Linked DNA regions of Zea mays: region 2 is linked to region 1. The links are chromatin contacts, called in public Hi-C maps. All regions are on one chromosome and are shown on one strand. The core of a region is the stretch at or near the end of the contact, and the rest is flanking DNA. Distances in the headings are between cores, read along the strand shown.

What was found. Hi-C and Micro-C count contacts between places; a contact is called where the count stands out from the background.
Region 2: a Hi-C map of tassel shows a contact between it and region 1, with 3 times the contacts expected there. The contact joins two enhancer-like sites. A contact is called at or near these places in 2 of 25 Hi-C or Micro-C datasets (leaf and tassel).

Annotation. Positions count from the first base shown.
Region 1 is chr1:215,817,932-215,823,244 of Zm-B73-REFERENCE-NAM-5.0, reverse strand. No RefSeq gene overlaps it. Among protein-coding and RNA genes, the nearest start is that of LOC100277208, 8.8 kb to the right of the region's middle. Within about 2 kb of position 2,609, at least 17 of the 20 cell types and tissues checked have an H3K27ac peak or open chromatin away from gene starts, as enhancers often do. A contact at or near this core is called in leaf and tassel, where this site is marked.
Region 2 is chr1:216,100,627-216,105,939 of Zm-B73-REFERENCE-NAM-5.0, reverse strand. No RefSeq gene overlaps it. Among protein-coding and RNA genes, the nearest start is that of LOC103643259, 19 kb to the right of the region's middle. Within about 2 kb of position 2,614, at least 9 of the 20 cell types and tissues checked have an H3K27ac peak or open chromatin away from gene starts, as enhancers often do. A contact at or near this core is called in leaf and tassel, where this site is marked.

The DNA of each region.
Region 1 (5,313 bases), core at 1,360-3,859:
CATTTTACCCATGGGTAGACGTGTATGGGTAGTACCAACCTGTACTCGTACCCGTCTAACCAACGGGTAGAAGTTTTTACCCATTAACATATCCGCGCGTAGAGAAATCATCTCGTACCCGCCTTCATATCGGGTAAAACCTGTCTGGTATTCGGGTATCCATTGTCATCTCTAGTAGCTACCCTGGCGGGGCAGGAAGCTATGGATCGACGAGGACCAAGATGTGAAAAAAAATTGGGTGGGACCACAAATATAATTTTTATTAGGCGAGATATAAATTTTTATTAGTTTTAAATTTATTAGTTTTAAATATAAAAAAGAAAAAGTTACCTCCTCCCAGCGGCTCCTCTGATAAAGCCTCCTGGGCTGGCCCAGCTTGGGGTCGCCGATAGAGTTTGCGGGCTCCTTTTGCTTTCGTTCCTTTCCTTTTCCGAGTCAGGCCGTGGGTTTCTTAAGTTTTAAAAGGCCGTAGATTTGAAGGCCCGGAACATGGCTGTGGTTCGAATTGCTCCAGAGGAGCCTTATGACAATATCTGGGCCCCATGAGGAAATAAATTACATGGAATGGGCCAAGTTTAGGCTTTCAACCGTCCCCCATACTTTTCTGCCTTTGAAGCTCAACAAAAAAAAAATCATTTCTGTTTTCTTTCTCTTTCAGCGAATTACACATTATAAGAGTACATATTGGCGTTATGTGAGACATATAATCCTTGCTCTCTTAACTACACATAGTATTATAAAAATGTCTAAGAAGAGTACCTGAGCAGATAAACTAATCAGATAATATGAAAACAGAAAAAAGGGGACCCCTTGTTACTATTGCTACTAAACTAGAAAAAATAAATGAAACGAGAAATTGATAAAAGTGTCATCGAATCAGTACCATTATTAAGGATACTACATGCATGATGTTTGGGAAAATAAGAATAAAAATTCTTTTACTGTGGTTGCAAGGCTGCTGCTGACAACAAATCACAACGATGTCACCTGAGCGAACAGCGCCTAGCCTGCACTTTCCTTCAGCCTTACGGCAGGGTCGCTATATAACTAACTATTTCTTCAGTTGCGAGTGCATTACCCTTCTAACCTTTAATCAGCTGCCGTCTTGTTCGCCGTCGTCGGTTAAATCGGATGAACGTGCGTACGCGATCTAAGACGAAGACAGATATCCTTTTTTTTTTACTTCCTTCGCGAAGCCGACAGAACAATGGTTTTGGTGTTTGATCATGATCGTCAGGCACTGGAAGTCTACGGGCGGCCGTGATGGATAACTTGTGGCGCACATTACCATCGTGTTTGGTTAGTGGAATGCTGCCGTGTAGAATTATCCGATCCAGAAACCGAACCTCCTCAAGTTGTTTGGTTTGTGTCATGGATTCATTTCGTTTGTCATCCTGTAGTACTAGTTAGTGATACCGCAGTGAGACTAGTTCATTCCGCAAAAAATGTCAGACCAACCCATTCTGATTGAACCCATGCCGCATGAACCAAATCCGCAAACCAAACGCACTGTACATGACTCCTCTCACTGGCCAATCATTGACCGAGCTGTTCGCTGAGAAGGGCCAAAAATGTATAGTGGCGAGTCAGCTGCAATAGCCAGTAGCATGAGTGGCAGTAGCGTCGACAGAGTAGGCCATGCAGGCAGCTAGTAAGCGTGTGTTTAGTGTAAAAAAAGTGGCATGCCTTCAGTATATACATTCTCATCAGAGCTATATATATTCCTAATTAAACCAGATTGTTCAACCAGCTATACTTGTTCGCAGACAACTCTGATGTCTGAACTGACGAGCATCAGAGGCGTTTGTTCTGGGAATTAAAGGGAAAGCACCATCATCCATCCATCGAACAGAACCACTGTATGCTCTGCAGTCCATGTCATGAATTAATCAAAAGCCTGGTTCCCCCCCCCCCGTCTGAAAAATTCTAGTATATTCTGGGATGTTATCCGGCTCGCACAGTGCGAGCTGGTGGAGAATCACTGTATACGCCGCGCTTGCAGGTTGCAACCAACCACAAGCTAGCCTGCCGCCGGGATCAGCTTCAGTGTTACTGTTGTTATTATAGCTAGCCAAGAGCTTCCTGCAGACGTTGATGTCCAGATCATGCAGACTAGCTAGTCTCGTCAGAATTCAGAGGCAGGCTGCAGGATCTATCAGTATGAAAGATTTAGCATATTTTTGGGCCTATCTATCTATAGCCGGACAGGAACAAGTTGTTACGACAATAGTTATCCTCATCCTTTTTGCGTGTCGTCGTCCTCATGAATCGTTGCTCCATAACATCATGATTAGCTGGCTGGCTTGTTCATTTCATGGTTCAACCATAAAGATCGGATAATATTGAGTCGGTTTAAATAATCCATAATAAGTCAAAATCTATTTCAATCCATTCCAATACGGATCAATCCAATCCACGTGGAATTGTGCACAGTTGCAGGGTTCTCTCGGGACGTACATACGTCATGCCAGCTATACAAGTGGATTAGCAAGCAATCGCATTGCTTGCCGTCCTTTTTCGTCCAGTTTTCTGACCCTGTGCTGGGACCGGCCGGACCGCACACGTTTGAAGTGAACAGAGGCCGGCAGCAGGCGCATGCATGCACAGAGACAGAGGCAAGCGCGCGGGTACGCACAGTAACGGGATACCATCAATCGCGCTCAGACGTCGTCCGACCCGGCTGCTGGTGGTGACCATTACGTTACGCGCGAGTAGCCATCGCGCGCTCACCACTTCATGACGCTGCCATATTGACTCTCTCTCACCACCCTGGGAGACATCGATGTAGTACCAGTCGATCTTCAGAATTAACATCACTTTTTTTTGAAGCAAATACTGAATGATTATCACGAGTAATGATCGACGGTCAAACTTTCGATATACATCACTCAAGACGGAAGAGACAGAGATGCAGGGTTTTGTAGACCGGGCTCAGGCGCTCTGCAGCCTCTTGAGTCCAACTCTCTCCGTCAACCATCCATCCATCCATCCATCCATCCATCCCTCTCACACCATCTCACTCACAGGCAGGAGGTGGGGTGGGGACTGATATGGCCTGCCTGTGCCGAGTCCGCCCTGCGGGGGTGCACGTGCATGGGGTTCAACTCTGTCCACGAGCGCGGGCGAAGGCGACGCGCACATGCGACGCGCCCTGCTCCTGCCGAGCGCCCACATGCCTGCGCGCCCGCGGCATGCATGCCCGCCCAGTTGCCCACCGGCCACCGCCTCTCCGGCCCCTCCAGTCCACCGCGCGCGTCCCCGCCCCGCGGAGCGACACCTACACACGAAGAGCTTTGCACCAATCGATGGAAGAACACCTGATCCGCTCAGAACTGATCAGGTGCATGTGCATGCACGGGAGGGGAGGGGAGGGGATGGAAGGCCGAATTTTTTGTATTTTAGCCCCTAAACAGAAGTAAAATCACATTTAGACCTAAAAAAATTTTAAATGCAGTTTTGGACCCTTAGCTCGGCGCCATAGGCTATGGCGCCGAGCTAGCCTATGGCGCCGAGCTTCATGACGCGGCAGCCCGCGTGGCACACCTAGCTCGGCGCCACAGATCTTGGCGCCGAGCTAGGAAACTTAACCGAAACCCCCTTTCCTCTTCGTTTCTTCTCTGTTTCGCTCGACCGTTTTCGTTTCCTACGCCCGCCGCCGCGCATACCGCCGCCGCCGCCGCCAGCCGAGCTCGCCGCCCGCCCGCCGCCAGCCGAGCTCGCCGCCCGCCCGCCGCCCGCCGAGCTCGCCCGCCGAGCTCGCCGCCCGCCGCCCCCCGCCGAGCTCCCTCCCCGTCTCGGCCACCTCCATCGCCGCCGAGCTCCCTCCCCGTCCCGGCCACCTCCATCGCCGCCGAGCTCCCTCCCCGTCCCGGCCACCTCCCTCGCCGCCGAGCTCCCTCCCCTTCCCGGCCACCTCCCTCGCCGCCGCGCCACCTCCCCGTCCCGGCGACCGCTAGGTATTTTTTTATTTTTTAGTTACTATATTGTTAGCTATTGTTAGGTATTGTTAGGTATTTACTTAGTTAGTAAATTGTTACCTATTGTTAGGTATTAGTTAGTAAATTGTTAGCTATTGTTAGGTATTTTTTTACTGTTTAGTAAATTGTTAGCTCTTGTTCGTGTTTAGTAAATTGTTAGCATATTGTTAGTGTTTAGTAAATTCTTAGTGTTTATATAGTTATCATTTTGCATTGGTATTACATGTTTTCTGTGTTGGCAACCATCGTGTTGTCGTTTATTCGCAGGTTCTATAAACATCACTTTACAGGGAAGGTGCTGCCAAATTTTTTACTGACAATAGGTTTTTTTGTACGTAGGTGTTCGTCCGACTTGACCTTCTCCACCTTTAGCTGGACTCGTACGCGTTCTCAGGTATACAATGTTTTCGTACATTATTTATAGATTATGTAATTTCGTTTGATGTGTTTATTTAATATTTACTATATAGTTATTAGTTAATATATATTTATTACTTAGAAAGTTAGTAGGCTTAAGTATATAGCCATTATTGAGTTAGTAATCCATTTTTGTAATAGATGGACAGCCTAGTAACACTATACCATGGAGGAAGGGTGGAGATAGATGCTTATGGGAGTGTTACTTTTGATGGTATGAAGATCGTGACCATGTTGTTCGTTGAAAGACCAACTTTTGACCAGCTTTTGGCTCGAGCTTGTGAGGAGATTAGTTGCGACATAAACGACCCTAGAATATCAATTCAGGGTTTGTTGTCCCATATTACATATGGAACAGTTGTCCGACGGTTGATCTCCATTACCTCAGAAGATGATTGGGTGATATATTTAAGAATTGTGAAGACGATGGTTCCACCATGTTTGGATGTGGTTGTTCAAAAGTTACCTGTTAGTCATTGCGGAGGTCCAGTCGGGTTGTCTCCACAAATGCCAAATGCATCTCGTATTGAAGCTCCTTTGGTAGAGCTTCATGAAGAAGTCGTTGTTGTGCCCGATGCTCAATCGGGTCCGCACGAGTATGGGATTTCTCGTCCTATTCCCGGCGTTTGTGGGGCTTCTAATGCGGTTGTACCCCCCAAGAGATCCCATTGACCCAGGATCCAGTTCACGATCATCCTAGTAAGTGTCTTCGACACATTGTTCGTATCCATCATTATTTCGTTTGATTAGACTTTTTAATGTGGTTTTTCTTGCTCCGACCCGATGCAGGATCTCCACATATCGATAATGCTGATGTTCAGATTGATGTGCCTGTGTCATATAATATGGACAACATATGCAGGGCATCCAATAGTGTTGATGTCGCTTAAAACGCTCATGAGTGGTCCTTCCACTCAAC
Region 2 (5,313 bases), core at 1,365-3,864, 280 kb before region 1:
ACGATGAACATTATCATTGGTCTCACGTTGTCGTCTGGCCAACTCAACTGCGTTGGCGGCATTGTCACGACAGATAGAGAAAATAGCATTAATACCATGAGCAAGCAGCGATCCAAATCCTCCCCTTCTTCCTCGCCCACCGCGGCCCATAGGGCGAGAGGTAGTAGCAGCTCTAGAGAAAGATGGAAGGAGAGGCGGCATATGAGGAGGCTCATTAGAGGAAGTTGAAGCTCCTTGCCCTACAGAACCACCATGAGCCCTTTTTGACTGACCAGTAGGGTTATTGGGGTCAATCCAATAGGCAGTGTATCGTACATACTTACCATCTTTCTCAAACCATACTTGTGAAACAACTTCAATCATCTTCATAATAAATGGAGCATGTACACACCTATTAGAGGTGAACCAAGATGCATGAATGATTTCTTCCCAAATGATGTCAAATATATTTATCCTGTCACTCTTGATCGCCTTCATGTGGAACAAGAGCACTCGACTTTCACCATGCACATTCACTTGATTTCCATCTTTTGGAATGAGAGTCAAGCAGAATAAAGAATTGAGATATCGATAACACCAGTACAAATTTTTCATCATCTACAACTCATTATTTGGTGACACATGCATATGCAAGAGGTGCTCATGAGTAGGGAGATTAAAATCATGCACACACCCCTTCTCCGCACTGATGTCAGAATCAAAAACACCGAGGATGTGTGCAAATTTGTGATAGCTCACTTTATACAAAGTTCCCTCAATATTAAAGTTTATATAGGGGAACCCATATCCCTCCGACTCCTCATCACTGACTTGATATAAAATTGAGCTATTGCTTCTGTGTTTCAATCATATGAAAAAGTCATTATGCCTTTCATCCCGTTTTACTCACATGCCCTTATAGCCCTTGTCATGTTTCTATCCCACATTTTCCTGTGTTGTTCCCAATTTATTTATCTTTGCTTGATAATTCCATGTTGTTTCTTTGCCATGATCATAGAGTTATAGAAATCAACATGTGTCAAGTTCCAAAATCTATGACCATTGATATGATTGTTACTCGCATATGCTCTTGGATCAATATACCTCATGTCTGCAGCAAGCCACTGCCAGAACTGAAATCCACAGGAGCTTCACTGGAGCTACGATAGGCGACGGCATGATAAATACAGAGGCCTTGAATGAATTGGGCGCCCGGAGGAGGGAGAGCGCCATGATCATCCTCCTGTCCTTTGTTGTCGCTCGAATGGGACGCTCGAATGTGTAAGGTGTGAGAGGCTCCAATTTGTGGAGATTCCTCACAAACGGGATATTGTGATATATAAGGAAGAACCATGATACTCAAGTTTGATCTTTGGATCACTTGAGAGGGGTTGAGTGCAACCCTCATCCATTGGGATGCCACAACGTGGAGTAGGCAAGCATATTATGCTTGATCGAACCACACGATAAAAATCATCGTGTCACTTGTCTCTTTTCTTTATTGCGATTTTTGTCTTCTTGAGTTCTCATATTCACTTGGAATATTGCTCCTAGTTTAATACTCACCTTAAGACAGCAATCAAAAGAAGAGTTCTCATCTCTCTTCTTTCTACTCTCAAACTTGGTTTTATTTACTCTAACACATTATAGACTAAGTTTGTATTGTTTCAAACAAAATTTGCAGGATCACCTATTCACCCCCCTCTAGGTGCTCTCACCATCCCAAGCCATTTCAAGGCAACACACTCCCACTCACTCCCACTCCCACACAAGCACAACATTAGCACAAGGACCGTTCGGTTGTTCATTCGATCGTACGTCAAACAGTTCATTGTTTGTTTGTTCGTTTGTCCGATCGTTCATCCAATTGTTCATGGTTCCTTCGTTTGTCTATCCGTTTGCCCAAATTAAAATATTGTTCATCTATCATGCTGCTGAAATTGTGATCGTTCGTCCGTTCGTTCGTTCATAATCCCTATTCATCGTTCGTTCATCATCCCTATTCATCGTTCATCGTTCGTCCATATGAATTATTCATTGTTCGTTCATACAAACTATTCATCATTAACCGTTCATTCATAATCTCTATTCATCGTTCATTCATAATCTCTATTCATCGTTCATTCATACATATTGTTCATTGTTCGTTCATAATTACTATTCATCGTTCATAATTACTATTCATCGTTCGTCCGATTGCCCAATTATTCGGCTACTCATCCATCATGATGTTCAGCTCAACTAAGATCCGCCAGACTATTATCTCAGTCATACGGACTCGGATGACTGTGATTTTTCCTTCCGGTGAGAACTTTCTGTCTGGTTACCTATCCTCCAAGTTGAGCGCACTTAACTTTGAGATTATTTCGAACCAGTCTTCCAAAAAGAAAGGCGAACCATGTTTATATGGATATGCCATCAATCCTATAAAACTCTAGGCCAAGATACCACAACCCGTCCGGGTTTGGATATCTTCTGAAGGCTTACAAGTTACAACTTCAGCCCTATAATTTTCCGGAGCACCTAATATCATACTCCACCAACTTCAACAAATTTCATAGAGTTGTAGGCTTGTAGCTGTTCTAAACATGGGCCTTAGTTTTTGATCAAACGAGCAGGCCCAAGACTGTTGTAGCCCATCGCTGCACACCCTAACGAACCCAGAATAAGCCCAACAAAACGAAAGAAACCGACCAACCCCGCAACGGCATTTCCTTTCCCTCTCTTCTTCTTCCCGCCTCCACCTCGCCTCGATGCTCTCCTCAGCAACTGCTCGAAGTTTAAAGGCCATGTGGGCACCTCAGGCCGCCCTGACCACCTCCACCGCGCCCCCGGCGGTGCGGCGCCGTTCCACTCGTTTGATCGCCCCCCCCCCCCCCCCCCCCCCCCCCCCCCCCCCCCCCCATGTCAAGACGACGATCAGAATCAGCCCGCGTGTTCCGAGACCGCCTTGTTGACGTCCTCGCAGCCCCAACGCCGCTCCACAATCCTGATCAGGGTCCGTCGGAGTGTCTCCCTACCGTCCCCACCCATGAGCGCGTCTACACCACCGCGAGAGGCCGAGGCGGATGCGCCCTCTCCATCCGGCGCGGTAACTCCCCGTCCCCGTCGCTCGGTCCGAGTCCAACTCCGTGTCCGCAGCCTACCCTCGGAGGCGTCGTCCTCCACTCTAAGGAGTCGTCGCAGGTCCCCTAAGGCTCCCTCGACTACGTCGATCGTCGCGAAAGCGGAGGAATGGGGTAAGGAGAAGGCGGCGGCGGGTGCTCCCGAAGAAGAATGCGTCCTTCCTTTTCTCCGGAAAGGCGCCCCCAGGAAGGTGCGTACATCGAACGAGTCTCTTTAATCCGTATTTACCTTTCTATGGTTTGTACACAACGTGAATTTTGGCCTCTTGTGGTGTTCTTGCGTCCGAATTGACCCTCGAACAAACGCTCGACTTCTTGCTGGTCTGGTGCTTTGATTTGGTTACGGAATACTGTATTTTGACGCTTCTTGAGTCTTCACTTGTACTCACAACATATTTTTTATGGTGTAAATGAATGAGCGGTCTCACAGTTGCGCCTGCCGCTTAATACTATCTTGCTAAGATATGGGATAAAATCCCTCAGGTGACACCTCCTTTTGATTGTACATAACATGAATCAAGCAACATATTGTGTTTCGCTTGTACTAGCAACCGCTTGTTTCCCCATTTGCAGGATCATATTTTTTTTGTTCTTTCTTTTAGTTTTACACGTCCTAGTATATAGTGGTAGAACATATGAAACACTTCGTGGACGCAAATATTCAGTAATATACCTCCATTTCGCTTTGGATCTTGCGATCTTTTGAATTTAGAGAATACTGTTTCTCCTGTTAGAATTATAATGAGTGAATTGTCCACTCCTTTTATCAGCTTAAACTTTTGGGGTTGTACTACTACTTTGGTACATGTAACTTAATATGATATCAAAGTCAGAGACCTCGAGTTCGAATCCTAATTAGCGTAATTAAATAAAATAATTATTGATTGCTTCTATATCCACATTAGAAACTCAAAAGAGGCTTGATGTGAGGGGGTGTTAGAATATAATATAAGTGAATTGTTTAACTCCTCCCATCAATTCAAGGTTTTTGGTTGAACTGGTTGGTGTATGTAACTTAATCGGCTTTACATAGTTCATCCGATAATTTGGTAATTGCATTGTCTATATAGAAAGGGATGAACGATGAATAGGGAATTTTGTATCCAATACATAAAAGGACAGAGGATTCTGGACAAAGAGCATCGAGTGCCATTATAGACTTATATTGTATCATCTTTGTAAGTTCCACAATAGAGGAAGAAAATCCATGAATTCGGATAATGAAATATAGTGGACTTGGAGAATTAAGAAAATGGTCTGACAGGATTAAATAAGCAGAGAAAGGACTAAATCTCCATAGGAGCACCAGTGCACGACAACAGGAAGTGGGAGTAGAATCCAGTAATCCACCCGTTTAGCACAACTGTACTAATGCAACCAATTGCATTTCCTTGTAAACTCGTTTGATTAAGATTGAGGGGACCGCTATCGACGAAAAAATAAGGGAAAACACAAAGGCAGTTGCAAAATTCAAATGTTTCCCACAGAAGGAGAACACAGAATTTTATTATAAATAAGATATTAAGATACATGGAATTATTGGTTACCTTTTGTATATTCAGAGTACACCCAAATAGAATGAGAAAGTGATGAGGTTTCTAGGCATGTAGTGAGTGTTGGTCTATAGGCAGCCTGAATAAACTGAGCTGCATTGAACGGTGCAGATTTTTTTTCTTGGTTTTCCTAATGATGCATTTAACTTTGGAGTGTTCTCTGGTCGATAATGATATGAAAAAAAATTCTGAGTGTCTGGTTATCCAAATGCGATAGAATCGGCAGGAGGCAGTCAGCATTTGTAGAGTCTAAAAGACAGAACTCTGAAGGCATTTCTTAGCTTCATGTTTGTAGGTATGGTTTCTGATAAATAGTAGAAAAAGGAATACCGCGTTAGACTGTTGCATAATATTTGCAACAATGAGTTCACGTAAGGCCTCGTTTGGATTCTTGAAATTAAATTTTATTCTAATAATAGTAATTTAAATATAGATCGATTAAGCTAATATGATTTTATATAGAATATATTTTTATACTATTGTTAACCATATGGAGGAGATATTTATATGCTACAATTCTAGGGGAGTGAGCCGAAGAACGTGTTATAAATTGTAAAGTAAAAACACAGACTAGTGATACATTTTTTTGACAAAGGGGATAACCCCTATTTCGTTACGAAATAGAAAAAGACTTAGTTCTTACATGACCATAAAGG